2 separate regions of the Arachis hypogaea genome follow, and region 2 is linked to region 1. The links are chromatin contacts, called in public Hi-C maps. All regions are on one chromosome and are shown on one strand. The core of a region is the stretch at or near the end of the contact, and the rest is flanking DNA. Distances in the headings are between cores, read along the strand shown. Region 1 holds the start of LOC112751175 (leucine-rich repeat extensin-like protein 4). Region 2 overlaps LOC112751177 (probable sulfate transporter 3.5).

The links. A called contact is a pair of places that touch in the nucleus more often than the background predicts.
Region 2: a contact with region 1 is called in a Hi-C map of leaf, with 4 times the contacts expected there. The contact joins the enhancer-like site here to the promoter of LOC112751175 in region 1. A contact is called at or near these places in 2 of 8 Hi-C or Micro-C datasets (both in leaf).

What each region holds. Positions count from the first base shown.
Region 1 is chr15:147,105,930-147,111,955 of arahy.Tifrunner.gnm2.J5K5, forward strand. LOC112751175 (leucine-rich repeat extensin-like protein 4) reads right to left here and starts at 2,385. Exons shown (of 1, transcript XM_025800231.3): 1 at 1-2,385. The coding sequence starts at 943. LOC112749196 (protein MAIN-LIKE 1-like) reads left to right here and starts at 4,332. Exons shown (of 4, transcript XM_025797458.1): 1 at 4,332-4,412; 2 at 4,536-5,307; 3 at 5,396-5,484; 4 at 5,562-5,774. The coding sequence starts at 4,332. The coding sequence ends at 5,774.
Region 2 is chr15:147,236,551-147,243,525 of arahy.Tifrunner.gnm2.J5K5, forward strand. It overlaps LOC112751177 (probable sulfate transporter 3.5), which reads right to left. Exons shown (of 12, transcript XM_025800232.3): 8 at 6,399-6,685; 9 at 5,496-5,689; 10 at 5,029-5,099; 11 at 4,336-4,412; 12 at 3,772-4,199. The coding sequence ends at 3,996. Among protein-coding and RNA genes, the nearest start is that of LOC112751177, 10 kb to the right of the region's middle. Within about 2 kb of position 2,816, at least 2 of the 3 cell types and tissues checked have open chromatin away from gene starts, as enhancers often do.

The DNA.
Region 1 (6,026 bases), core at 1,135-3,634:
AAGGCCCCACCAGCTGATTGAAGCTCACATCAAACACAGTTAGATTCTTCAACAACCCTACCTCTGCCGGAAAACAAGAACGGAAACCGTTATTCATCAGAATAATCTCGTTCAGCCTTGACATGTTCCCGATGCTTGAAGGCACACAGCCGTGGAACTTGTTGTTCGCCAAAACTATTACCGACACAGGCGAATTCCCGAAATTATCCGGCAAATCGAAGACGAAACGATTATGATTTATGAAAATGGCATCCAGATCTTTATCAAAGAGCTGTGAAGGCACTGTGCCTTCAAATTCGTTGAACCTCAGATCTAGAAATTTAAGCTTGGGCAATCGCAGAACTACCGCCGGGAACTTACCGGCAAACCGGTTGTTGCTGAGATCTAACTCAAAGAGGATCTTGAGACGGTCGAACTTGTGGGGAAGTGTGCCACAGAACCTGTTTGTGTTAATGTGGAATAGAGCAAGATCTGTGAGCAAGCCAAGCTCCTCAGGCAGGTAACCAGCAATGTCGCCATGGTTGAGGTCAATGCCGGCAACGGTGCGGGTCCTGTTGTCATCAGGTGCAGGTGCACAGAAGACTCCAGTGTAGTCGCACACCTTAGGACCTACCCAATTAGCGGTGAGATTCAGAGGATCAGAGAGAATAGCTTGCTTCCATGCTTGTAAGGCTATGTATGCGTTTCTGATGCGGTTGTTCTCAAAGACCAAGGTAGGGTCCACTGTAACATCTTCTCCTCTGTCTCCGTACTCGTCTCTGTAGTAGAGAAGCTGCCTCTGCTTGATGTACATGGTTTCTGCCTCCGTGAGTGCTCCATTGAACTCGTGCTTTGTGGTGCTTGTTGCGGCGGCGAAGGAGGAGGAGAGGGTGAGTGTGAGTGAGCCCAGAAACAAGGCAATGAGGTGGAAATGGTGAGTGGTTATGGCTTCTTTCTTCCTCATCTCACATGAGGCATCTGAATGCTGCTTCCTTCTTTAGTCTTTCCTCCTTTTTTTCTTTGCTTTAGTTTTTCAAGTGGGGTTTTGAAAAAGTTTCGACCTTTGAGATCCGGAGATAATGCAGCTATGGAGGATTATGTTGGTGGTGGTGGTGGGTTTAGAGAGGCAAAGAGAAAAATGGGTTCTCTCTCTCTTCTTTTTTTTTTGGTTTCTAGGAATTTTGGATCTGTGTGTGAGTATATGAGTGAGGGGAGAGAGAGAAGAATGGGGTGTGTGGTGTGGTATGAAATAATTCATCAAAAGGACAGCTATATCACAGCTCAAAGCCCACCCAGATTCTCTCTCTTTTCTTTTTTTTTTTTTTTCAATTTTCTGAATTCTTTCTTCTTCTTCTTCTAATTCCTTCCTTTGGTCAATTTTCTCAAATTTTCAATTTACAGATGTTCATAATTTAATTATTTAATAACCAAAAAGTCCTAGAGCGATGAGATTTTAGTAATTTTAATCAGTAATTCATTAACACAAATTTAAAATTATTTTTAATAAATATAAATACAAATTATTATGGTCAAATATTGATTCAAAATTATAATATTTATTGAAGATGTAGTATTGTTGTTTAATAACTATTGTTTACGTGTGCCTTTATTAGTTTTGGTAAAATATTTTGTTCTTTCCCTTTTGTTTTTGAGGGGCTTCCTTTATTTTATTTAATTAAGGATGAATTACAGGTATCTCCGAGACTTTCTTATCCTATTTGGAACACAATTCCGTTTAGTTGTCACTCCTTAAGGAAGTTTGAAATAAAGTGAAAGGAGACGCGGATTAGAGAGCTGTCTGTGGGCTAATTTTTTTTTGTGTAATACATTGATATAAATTAATTAAAGCAAAATTAAGTTGGGTTGATTTAATTATTAATTTATTAATCTATTTAAATAAATGTTAGATATTTAAATTATGTTTTATATATGTAATAATTTATTAAATAAATTATTAAATAAAATTTTGATTCGCAGACAATTAATTCTTAACTTATGGGACTAAAATTTTTCGGCTACGAGAGCTTCAAGATGTGACACTCTGGTGAGTTCGTTGTTGAGCGCACCAAACTGACCACTGCTCCGGTATCATCTTCGTCGCCCCTCAACCCCTTAGCTCCATCACTGCGTTCACTTCGCACAATCGCTACTTTATGGTCATTAATGTCGATTCAATGCCACAAATAGTGCTTCGACCCTAAACTAAATTGCTCATTCATTCTCACGGTGCTATCACTATCCTATTAGTTTCTGAACTTTTCTATTCATACTTGGTAATAGTGTAACAGTTACCCCCTTTCTTTTTCCAAGCTCTCGTTTCATTGTTTGTTCTTCTTAGTTGTGGTTCTAATTTTTAAATAAACTCTCACTTCATCACTTGTTGTTCTTAATTGTAGCTTCAGTTTCTAAATACAAATACATTCTTTCATTCTACTACTCGACTTTTTTGTCTTTATTCAATTTCAATTTTATTTTTGTGGTTGCTCTTTGCTCTTCATATTTATCCGGATAGCAAACAACTAACTTTGTATAATTTCACATCAAATAATCATATTTGTATATAACACAATATTACTATCATTTTTAAGTATTACATCCATTTAATAATCATATTAAAATAAAAAAAAAGGCTGTTTGTGACCATGAGTTGTTTTTTTTTTTTTTTTTGTGAAATTCTTAATGAAACTATTTTCTATATTAAATTCAATAAACATTTTATAAATATACATACGCATTACTTGATAATGCCTTAACTAATGATTGTTTCCATAATATATGCTTATTTTTCAAAGCCAAAATTATTTGCAGTAGGTGTAACCTACAAGTTTTATAACGCCTAACTTATTAGAATAAGTAAAATGTTTCAGAGGAAAATAATAATAATAATGATAACAACATTAGGAAGTTGTTAGCATGATTGTGAAATTTTATAATAGAGTCGGTGGTGCCGAATTCCGGCTAGTTGACCCTAGATACCAGTTCGGCCGGTTGCCCTAGACTCAATTCATTTTAGTTTAATATTTTTGTGCAATTTTTGTTGGCCCGTTGATTACGCGTTATTTCGGACTTATTAATTCTTTTTGGGAAAAAGGGAGAAGCGGGGAACTTAGGTCAGTGATTTATTGCACAATCGTCTATTCGTCTTTGATAGAAAGAAAGTGTGAATAGATCTTTTTTTTCTTTTTTTTTTTAATTGAAAATGTAAAGTGTAATTTTTTATTTTTTAGTATTTTTTATATTTTTTAATTTCACCTACAAAATATACAGTAAAAAAATTATACGTTATTTTCTCAAATAAAATAAAAATTAAAAAGATTTATTTTCAAAAAAAGTAAAGTGAATTTTAAATTTAAAAAAACAATTCATCATTATCTACAAATATTTAAAAGATAAATAAAAATATTTATAAAAAAATAAAAATTAATATTATAACTATAAAAAAATAAATTTGTCTCACTAAAATATCTAAATATTAAATTTTAATTGACTTAATTAAAAAATTATCTAAAATTTGTAAATTATTATTATCGTGGTCAATATCACCACCATCATCATCTATCATGTCTTACCATCACATCCTAACTCATAATTCATACCGCCACAAATTTCAACTACTGCTACTACTATCCTTTATATTTTTAACCATTATTGCTTTAACTGAATTGTCATATTAAACCACACCGTCAATCCGCACCACCAACAATAAATTTAGAAGCGGGTTTAATAACAATAACAACAATAGAAACAAAAATATTTAGATTCAACAAAAATTTATATGTAAAGGAAGATAAAGATAGTGAGATAACAAATTTATTGGGATTTAAAATTTTATCTAAATAAGTATACGAGAAGCTTTTATTCTCCAAATATGCACCAGTTGAAAGTGATCCTAAAATACGCATGCCCAATTCGTACCCACCAACTAAGAAATGGAGTTTACCATCAATTCACGGCTGACGCCAACGAAATGGCGTAGGAGAGCAGCTTTCTCCATTTCGTTGCTGCCATACACGAAATGGAGCAACATCAGCGATGGCGCACACGAGGTGGGCACCTCAGGGTCATCGCATGCGAATTGGCCCAAGCTGCTGGCGGCGGCCACGAATTGGAGGACCTCGTCCCTGGCGCCCACGAAATGGTGGTCAACGAAGCAGCTACACATGCATTGGTCATGTTGGGAGGCAGGAGACACTTGGGAAGGGAGCCAACTTCATTATAAAAGGGTTGTAAGGGAGGGGACCTGCTGCACGGTTAAAGGGGTCATAAGGTAAAAAAAAAAATTTGTGTAAGTCTTGAAAGGAAGGTAGTGGGTGGTGGATGGGAGGGCAGTGCTGAGAAAAAATTTTTTTAATATGAGTGGGGGAGGGGTTAATGCAGAGGAGAACTTGAACCGGTTGGATGAACATCATATAGCGGCACATTTATTCCGTAAGGTTAGTTTACGTCATTTAGCTTATTATTGTTGTTAAAATATTATTAGACATAATATTTTTCATTTTTAGAAATTTTTGTAGAGAATTTTGAGCTGTTGTATTTCTTGCTACCTTTGGTTGCAGCCGACACGTGTCCTTACTCCTCATGGCACGCTCGTTGATGTTTTCATGGTAGACCCTGCAGATCCAAGCATGAAAATTAGACGGCAGAGGCTTGAGCCTTATCTGAGACGCACGGGATTTTACCATGCCTCTTTGATCAAGCGATTCGAGTACGACAATCCACTTATTAGTGCCTTGGTCGAACGATGGCGACCGGAGACACATACCTTCCATCTTCCTTGGGGGGAGTGTACAATAACTCTGGAGGATGTAGCAATGCAGTTAGGGTTACCTGTTGATGGTCAGCCTGTTAGTGGTACTTTGAGGTCATGGAGCAAGTTTCACCAAAGAGATATTTGGGAATGGTGTCATGAACTTCTAGGTGAGGTTCCCGCCGGCCACGTAGGGACAACAAAGTTCAACATAAAGCTGAAGTGGCTCAGAAATCGTCTTCAGCAGATGCCGCTTGACTTAGAAGATAATGGCCTCATGCAGTATGCACGGTGTTACATGCTTTACCTGTTGGGAGACGTGCTTCTTCCGGACAAGGCCAACAACACGGTGCATGTTCGATATCTGCCATTGTTGGCTGACTTTGATGCGATCTGCACCTACAGTTGGGGTAGCGCCGTCCTCTGTTGGTTATATCGTGCTATGTGCTTAGCAACCGACTACAGTGTTGAGGGTATGGCCGGTTGTCATACGTTGCTGATGTCGTGGATATACTACAGGTTACCTTTCTTGGCACCGAATGTTACGACACCATATAGTTTTCCTTTAGCAACGAGGTATGGTATATGTCTTCCCACTTTGTGACTTTTCTCATATATCCTTTGCGGTTGGTGTTTAATATTTTTTTTAACTTTGCCTTGGTCCAACAGGCGGGCAGGAAAAAAAAGGACAAAATGACTATGCTGAGCAGCGGTTATTGAGGCATCGGCTGAGGTTGGACAATCTGCACGTGGATGATGTTGGTGCTAGTTGTTATTAATATCTTACGAACTACTATGTATATGCCTTTACTGAAGGGGTTTCTCTTATGTGTAGTTTGTTTGGCAACCGTACATGGACCCACGGATTCTGTCTAGAGTTCTTGCTGAATTCCTCGGCCACCCACATGGAGATTTCTATATCGCCGTTGTGCCTCTCATATTTTTTAGATGGATTGAGATCCTAAATGTTGATCGAGTGTTGCGTCAATTTGGGGGAAAGCAAGGACCTCCAAACCCGCCGCTTAATATTGATACCTTCCATCGATAATCGGCCCGCAATGATGACGGATGGTGGCCGGTCAGACTATTTGAGTGGTTTGAGGTATGGGCAAACCGGCGAGGTGATGCATACAGGCTGCGTATTGATCGTGCAGATATGTTGCGTCCTAGTCAAGATTACTATAGGTGATACTGCGACAGAACAAGGAGGTTTTTGTCTGCCCCTGATGCATTCCATGATCCGAGGCAGGAAGTTGTCCCAGAAGGCGCACCGGAAGAGTATGGAAGAGGCCCAGTTGTT
Region 2 (6,975 bases), core at 1,566-4,065, 130 kb after region 1:
AAAATTTTTAGTGACGACACGTAAGCAAATAAACTTTCAGATTCAACGTATGAGTGCCGCGTCAGCATGTGAGCTCCTCATTTGTATTACTATAAAGATTTAAAATTCGTTGTTCTAACCCCAAATAATCTTACTACTACTTTTCATTTTTATATGCCTAATCTTTCTAATATATATCCATGCTATAATAAGTGGATCTTTCATGATCCAAATAATGACAACCCTCCAATATCAAATGCAAGGATCATTCATGATCCCTCACCTAATACTACTTCCCCAACATAGAAAGTGTAACAAGCACGATTGAGTGTGAAAGGATAAAAATTAAGGATTTTACTGTGGTAAATATGAATATAGGTTTAATTATGATTATAGATTTGATAAATGTAAATGAAGACTAGTCATGGTGTTCAACGAAAACACCATTGAAAAAACATAGATCTTAATCCCCTGTGTTAAGCATTGGAATTGTGATTTTTGTGTGTATATTGATAAATGTTGATGAGTTTGGAAAATTCCAAGTTAATTTTGATGATGAATAAACATTATTGAAATATTTAATCACAATATTATTAATTTGATTTTCATTTAACATATGTTAATTAATAATTTTGTGATGCAGATTTTAATTGGGCCGAAAATAAAATTTTGGTGCAAGCCCAATTATACTCAGTCTTGATTTAATGCAAGAATACATGATGAGTATGGCTGAATTTATTTTGGGTCGAAACAAAAGAAAATTAACAAGCCCAAGTGTTTTATTATTAACTTAGCTTTGAATGTCCAAATTAATTTGTGGCTGAAGCTAGTTGTTATAATGGGCCAAATTGATTTTATTATTACAAGCCCAATATCTATGTTAAGTGATCCAATGTTTGATCCAAAATCCATCATGAAAGCAAATGTTATCATTTGCCTTATGCTCTCCAACGGATTCCAACTTTCATTAAGGATGGATTTCAAATTTCATCTTGATAGCATTGGAAACATAAATGAGAGAAAGAAAATGAGTGACATGATTGATTTATTGTTGCAGCACGCCACTCAAGCAAGGGAAGTAAAAGCAACTTTTTCCACTCAAGTGTTTAACTTCATTTAATTACTTCTCATTCATTTGTGTCTTCTCTCTCATCTTTCCTTCTTCTCTTTCGGTCATTATCCAAGAAGCCATGGAAGCTACACCTACTCACCGAAAAGAAGATGGAGCACGTCTCAAGACCATCTCAATGATGGCAAGAAAACATAACAAAATAAAAGTATGCTGTGGCTGAGATATTCACCCAAAATAGTAAGATTTGGTGAGATAATCTCGAGCTCTTCATACTCAAAAAAGAAAGAAGAAGATTCGGCCAGCAAGGTAGAGATTCTTGGAGGCATGGCTTGTCTTTGATTCTGCTCAACCACCACAGGAAGTAGCTAGAGTGGCGAAGTGATGGAAGAGGCAGAGATTGAAGCAGATGAAGCCATCATCATCATGAAGCATCAAGGGCCAGAAATTCATCTTGGAGAGCAAGCCAAGGATGGAGCGCTCGGATTGATGAAGGGTGATGACCAAGGAAGGACTAAAGGTAATTGCATGTTGGGTTTTGCATGGTTATCTCTTCTCTCTCTGTGTGGCCGAACCGGATCTGTTTCTTGGAGAAGAAGTTGGCTTGATTTTTGGCTTCAAAAGTGGAGGCTTCCCTCTTCTATAAAAAGAGAGAACAGCCACTGTTTGGAGCAAGGAGTTAGAAGTAAGCAGTGAGAGTGCAAGGCACATGATTCTCAGAGCTACCTAAGCTTACAGATTTTCTTCTCCTTCAATATATTCTGTTTTGTATTTTTCTGTTTAATTTTGTCATGTCTTGAGTCTCATGGAAAAAGGCAAACAGTGAGGTTTGTATGAAAAAGCCATAGAGCGAAAAAAGGCAGAGAGTGCAAAATTAAAATAAAAAGCCATAGATGTCCTTAGAGTTCTTTTGTTCATCTATGTTGTGTTTCATGATTTTGTGGGAATCCCCTTGTAAGTTGGGTTAGCACTTTACAGATTGTAATCAGGAAGATTATAGTGAAATTTCATCATGTTTGTGATGGAGACTGGATGTAAGCTGCACTGCACTTAGCAGCTGAACCAGGATATATTTGGGTGTAATTTTCTCTCTTCTCTACTCCATTTCTGTTTTTACTGCACAGGAGTAAAAACAAAAAATATCTCGTGTAAAGTGACGAGACAAAAAGAAAAGTCTCGTGGCTAGGGACGAGACAAAAAAAAAAGTCTCGTGGCTAGTGACGAGATAAAAAGACAAAAGGTTTCCAAAGTTGGTTTCAAGAGTCAGCAAGTATTATCAAGCAAAAAGGGGCTAAGATTCAACCCCCTTCTCTTAGCCACTGATAACCATCAAATGTGATTGTGTTGATATATGAATAAAAGAGAATGAGGATGAATATTATAACATGAGTGTGTGATAAGGAAGAAGCATGGTTGATCAAGGAGAAAATTAGAGAGAAACCACCGAGAACAAAGAGTATTTATTAAAATTCAACATCTTATTATAAGTTCTATTCTTTTTTTTGGACATTAATGGTTATCTACGGTATTCAAAAACTAATCTGTTGCAGATTTAAATTCTATTTAAAGATTTGTCACTAGTTATTGAGTTACTATATGTACAAGACAGAATTCAACTCTTGACATTTATTTAAGTGGACGAGTAAATTGACTATTCGACCAATTCAATTATCAAACTTTATTTCTATTAATTGGGCTAAGCCCAATTATACTGCTCCCAGTCTATTTACCACTTTATATAGTATCTGCTTTTAAGAATGTAATCTAGTATTACCAAAAAAAAAAAGGATGTAATCTAGCGACATTTGTATATGCCTTGCTAGATAGTGCATCAGAGTTTAAATCATAGTTATAATTAGAAAGTGGTTATATGGAACCATGGAGAGAGAAGGGTATGTGTGTGTTAGGATGTATGACAAAAAAAAAAATTTATAACCAATTTGGATTGGTATAATGGTTAGCTCACTAGTTCGCTTAAATAAGTGTCAAGGATTGAATCTGTCTTTGTGCATGCAATAATCCGTTGGCCAGCAACAAACCCTTAAATAAGATTTTGATTTGCAACAAATTAGTAATTGACCTACCAAACTGAAATATCGTTGACAACAAAAACGAAAACTCATAATTTATAAATTTCAAATAAACCAAATCAATTAAAAAAAAAAACTCATATTAGGATTTTGGTATGGAATTTTTGTTTTCAAGAAAATGATACTGAAACTACAGTAGTGGGCTTCATGTTTTCCTGCTATAGGCCTTGTGGGCTCAAAGCTGAAAGGTAAGGATCGATTAATTGACTCTATGGGGATCTTGTTTGGACTAAGCCGTTGAACATATTATGGGCCTTTTGTTAGGCCTAATAAGAGAATAAATATTTATCCTTCAATAAAGTAGAAACAAATTCTGAAAAAAAATTGAAACAAATTGTGATTTCAACAAAAAGTCTAAAACCACTATAACGATCTTTAATGCCCAGAATTTTAATGCATCAACTACCAGGAAAAAAAAAAAAGCTTCAACGCCTGAAAATTTGAATTTGAAATTTAGTAATTTGCTGATTTTGATTGGTATCAATTCACTCGTCTAACTAAAAAACTATCATATTCGAATTATACTTTATGCATATAGTAATTTCAGATCCAAAACAAGTTGATTTTTGACTTGTAGAATAGGTTAGAGAGAGAAAAAAACATTGCTAACAAAATTATGTGACAATGTATGAATAAATTAAAGGTGGATATTTCACATTTCTTGACCCACAATATTGATACACCATTTGACAATCTAGACTACTCTAGTTATCAACTAGGTTGTTTTTCTCTAAAAATTTTTAATTGTACAAGCGATGAACATACACGAAGTTTGATCTCAACTACTTTAAACGAATTAAAACACATCATTATTTTATTTTCTATGCTCTAACCTCCTACTTAATTAATAACTTTTATTAGGCATGATGATCGGGTAATTGTTGATGAGTTGTGTCTTCATTAATATTATTGTTATTGGTCTTGAGTGAACGAAGTGAATATTGAGTTGCATTCACTGCATCATCCAAATTCAGATAGAATGAATCCTTCCCAACCTTGTCTACAAAATTGGATGCCACCAGCTTCTCCATAACCTCAAGTCTTGGGTTCACTATTAACATCTACAAAAAGAAAATAAATAAAAGTAAAAACATTATATATAGATATATATAATATGTTTTTTATTTTTTAATAAATCAAGTTGAAGGATCTAGCTATATAGATATATAGTCCAAGAAGTTTAATTCTATATTGTACCTGAATTCCATTCTTTTCCAATACTCTATAAGTCTCTAGCAATCCTTCGATACCAGTCATGTCAATTGATGTTACTCCTACATAAGCGTATAAAATCAGGAAATTAAGAATTATTACATGATATCTACGAGTATAATAATAATAACCATAAAAAAAGTATTTCTACAAAACATTGTTTTTTTATTTTTTACATATTTTAAAGATTCATTGTAAAAATCACTACGAGAGAGAAAGACACAAGATGATAAGTAATGAAATATAATAAAACTATAGGAAGAATTTTAAATATACTAAGAATACTAGTGTTTTAGTAATTTTAGTCGTTGATCTCAAGCATATTATTGAAATCAATAGCCAAAATTATTATAATAACATTATTCTTTGTATATTTGAAAATTTTTTAAAAGTATAATAGTGAATTCATTATCTTATATTTTTTTTGTATTATATGTGATTAGGTTAAAATTTATATGCTCTTATCTTTGTATAAATTAATAGTTAAAAATAATTAGATTATATTTAATTTAAAATATTATATTATTTAATAATTTTTAATTATTAATTTTATATAAAAATAGTTGTACGTGAATTTTTAATATATAATTACCATGGGTCAATAAAATAAGGATATATAAAAACTTAGGTCTTTTCATCAATCTTGTAAGGATAATAAATTTCCATATCTTAATTTACCTGAAAAATCAAGTATGATCTGCTCCACAACTCCATCAGAATCTTTTTCACTTCTAACGTACCTCATAATCCTAATGCAGATTTTAGAAATTTAGATTCAACATGGATGTATTATTGTAGGGGTGTGACAATTGATAAAAGTGTTGTGTTTGTAACACTCTTTTAGAACACTTTTCTATAAATATTTTTATTCTTGAATAATATAAAAGTAAACTTGATGAGAAAAAATAAATTTAATAAATATGCACCATTTCTTAAAAAAATGTATATTTTGAGCAATCATATATATTAAAATATAAATATATTAAAAATAATTTAAACAATATATATATTCATACACAAATATACAGTGATTGAGTTGGTGGATATTTTGGTGTGCATATAATATTTTTATATTTTACGATATTTAAAAAATAGTAAAACTATCATCTATTAATTAATAGTGTTACTGTTAATATAAAATTTACCTTTCTTTGACATAGAGAGCATTTGCAAAGTAAATGGGGGAACCAAGTTGAATAATCAAAACTCCTGGGTATGTTGTTGTAGGAGTGTATTGATCAACATCTCTATATGAACCTGAAGAGTCATCTAACTTTCCAAGCTTGCATGTGGCAGGCCTAGCCACATATAAGAGTGCTCTAAGAAGGCTCAGTACAATCTTCATTTCATATATGGAATAACAATAACTTAAGTTAGATAAAATAATTATAATTATGTCTAAGTAGAATCAATTATTCATAATTAAGAAAATGAGAAGATTGGTGTTTAACTTAATTGGTAGATACAAATTTATGCATATTTTATTTTACTTCATATAATTTTAAAATTAATTCTTTAGTTTCTAAAATTGCAAAGAACTCCATTTAAAGGGTTTGTTGTTGGTTTTTGAAATTATTTTGTTGTTATTTACACAAGACTATATTCAAACCCTAACATTTATTTAAGTGGAAACCACTTGATATCAATTCAAATTTATTATGATTTAACTACTATTATATTTAACTATCAATCTAATTGTATAATTGTCACTAAAATTTTTTAGTGACAAAGTATAAGACGACTAATGTCTAGTTACCAATAAAAGAAAAATAAATGGCCGCTAAAAGTGATTTTTTTTAGTGGTGACAATTATAGAATATTAGTCCATGCCATATGGATAATGACAAATTTACCATAGTAAACTAATAATGATTGACCAACAAAAAAATTAAAAATCTATTAAAATATAATTTTTTGAAATTATACAATTAGCTTTAATTAAAACTTAAATTTAGAGATTGAGATAATACATGGTTCAATAATTCTATATATGAAATTAAACGGTTACTCTAACAAGAATATAAAATTGAAGAAATTGAAGTACTCACAGAAATCATAAGGCCCTGATCCATTGTTAGAAAGATGACTCCTAAGAAGGCAGCCATGCAAATAAGAAAGTCAAACTTGTCAACTTTGAAGAGATGAAGAAAGACACCATATTTGATGAGTCCAAGCATGGCAGATGTAATAATAGATGAGAGAGCAACAATAGGAGTGTATCCAAATAGTGGTGCCAAAAACAAGAGTGTTAACGCCATTAAGACTCCCTGCACCACGTTTGTCATAGGTGTCTTACACCCTGCATTGTAATTCACCGCCGTTTTCGAAAATGGTCCTGTATACACAAAACACTTCAAATTCTTAAATATTCCATAGTGTATTTTTTATTTTATTTTATTATTATGGTTGATAATAACTATATAAAACATAAGAATAAGAAAGAAAAAATATAATAAAATACAGTAAAATATTTTTTTTTTTTGTTCTAAAATCAAAATTAATTGTAATGTATCATTAATTTTGACAGATTTTTTTTTGTTGCCCACGGTATCTCCCAACCCAATAGGTAAAGGACTAATCCGTCGCGAATCTGAACTCCATTTAAAGGTCTGTTGTTGGCCAATG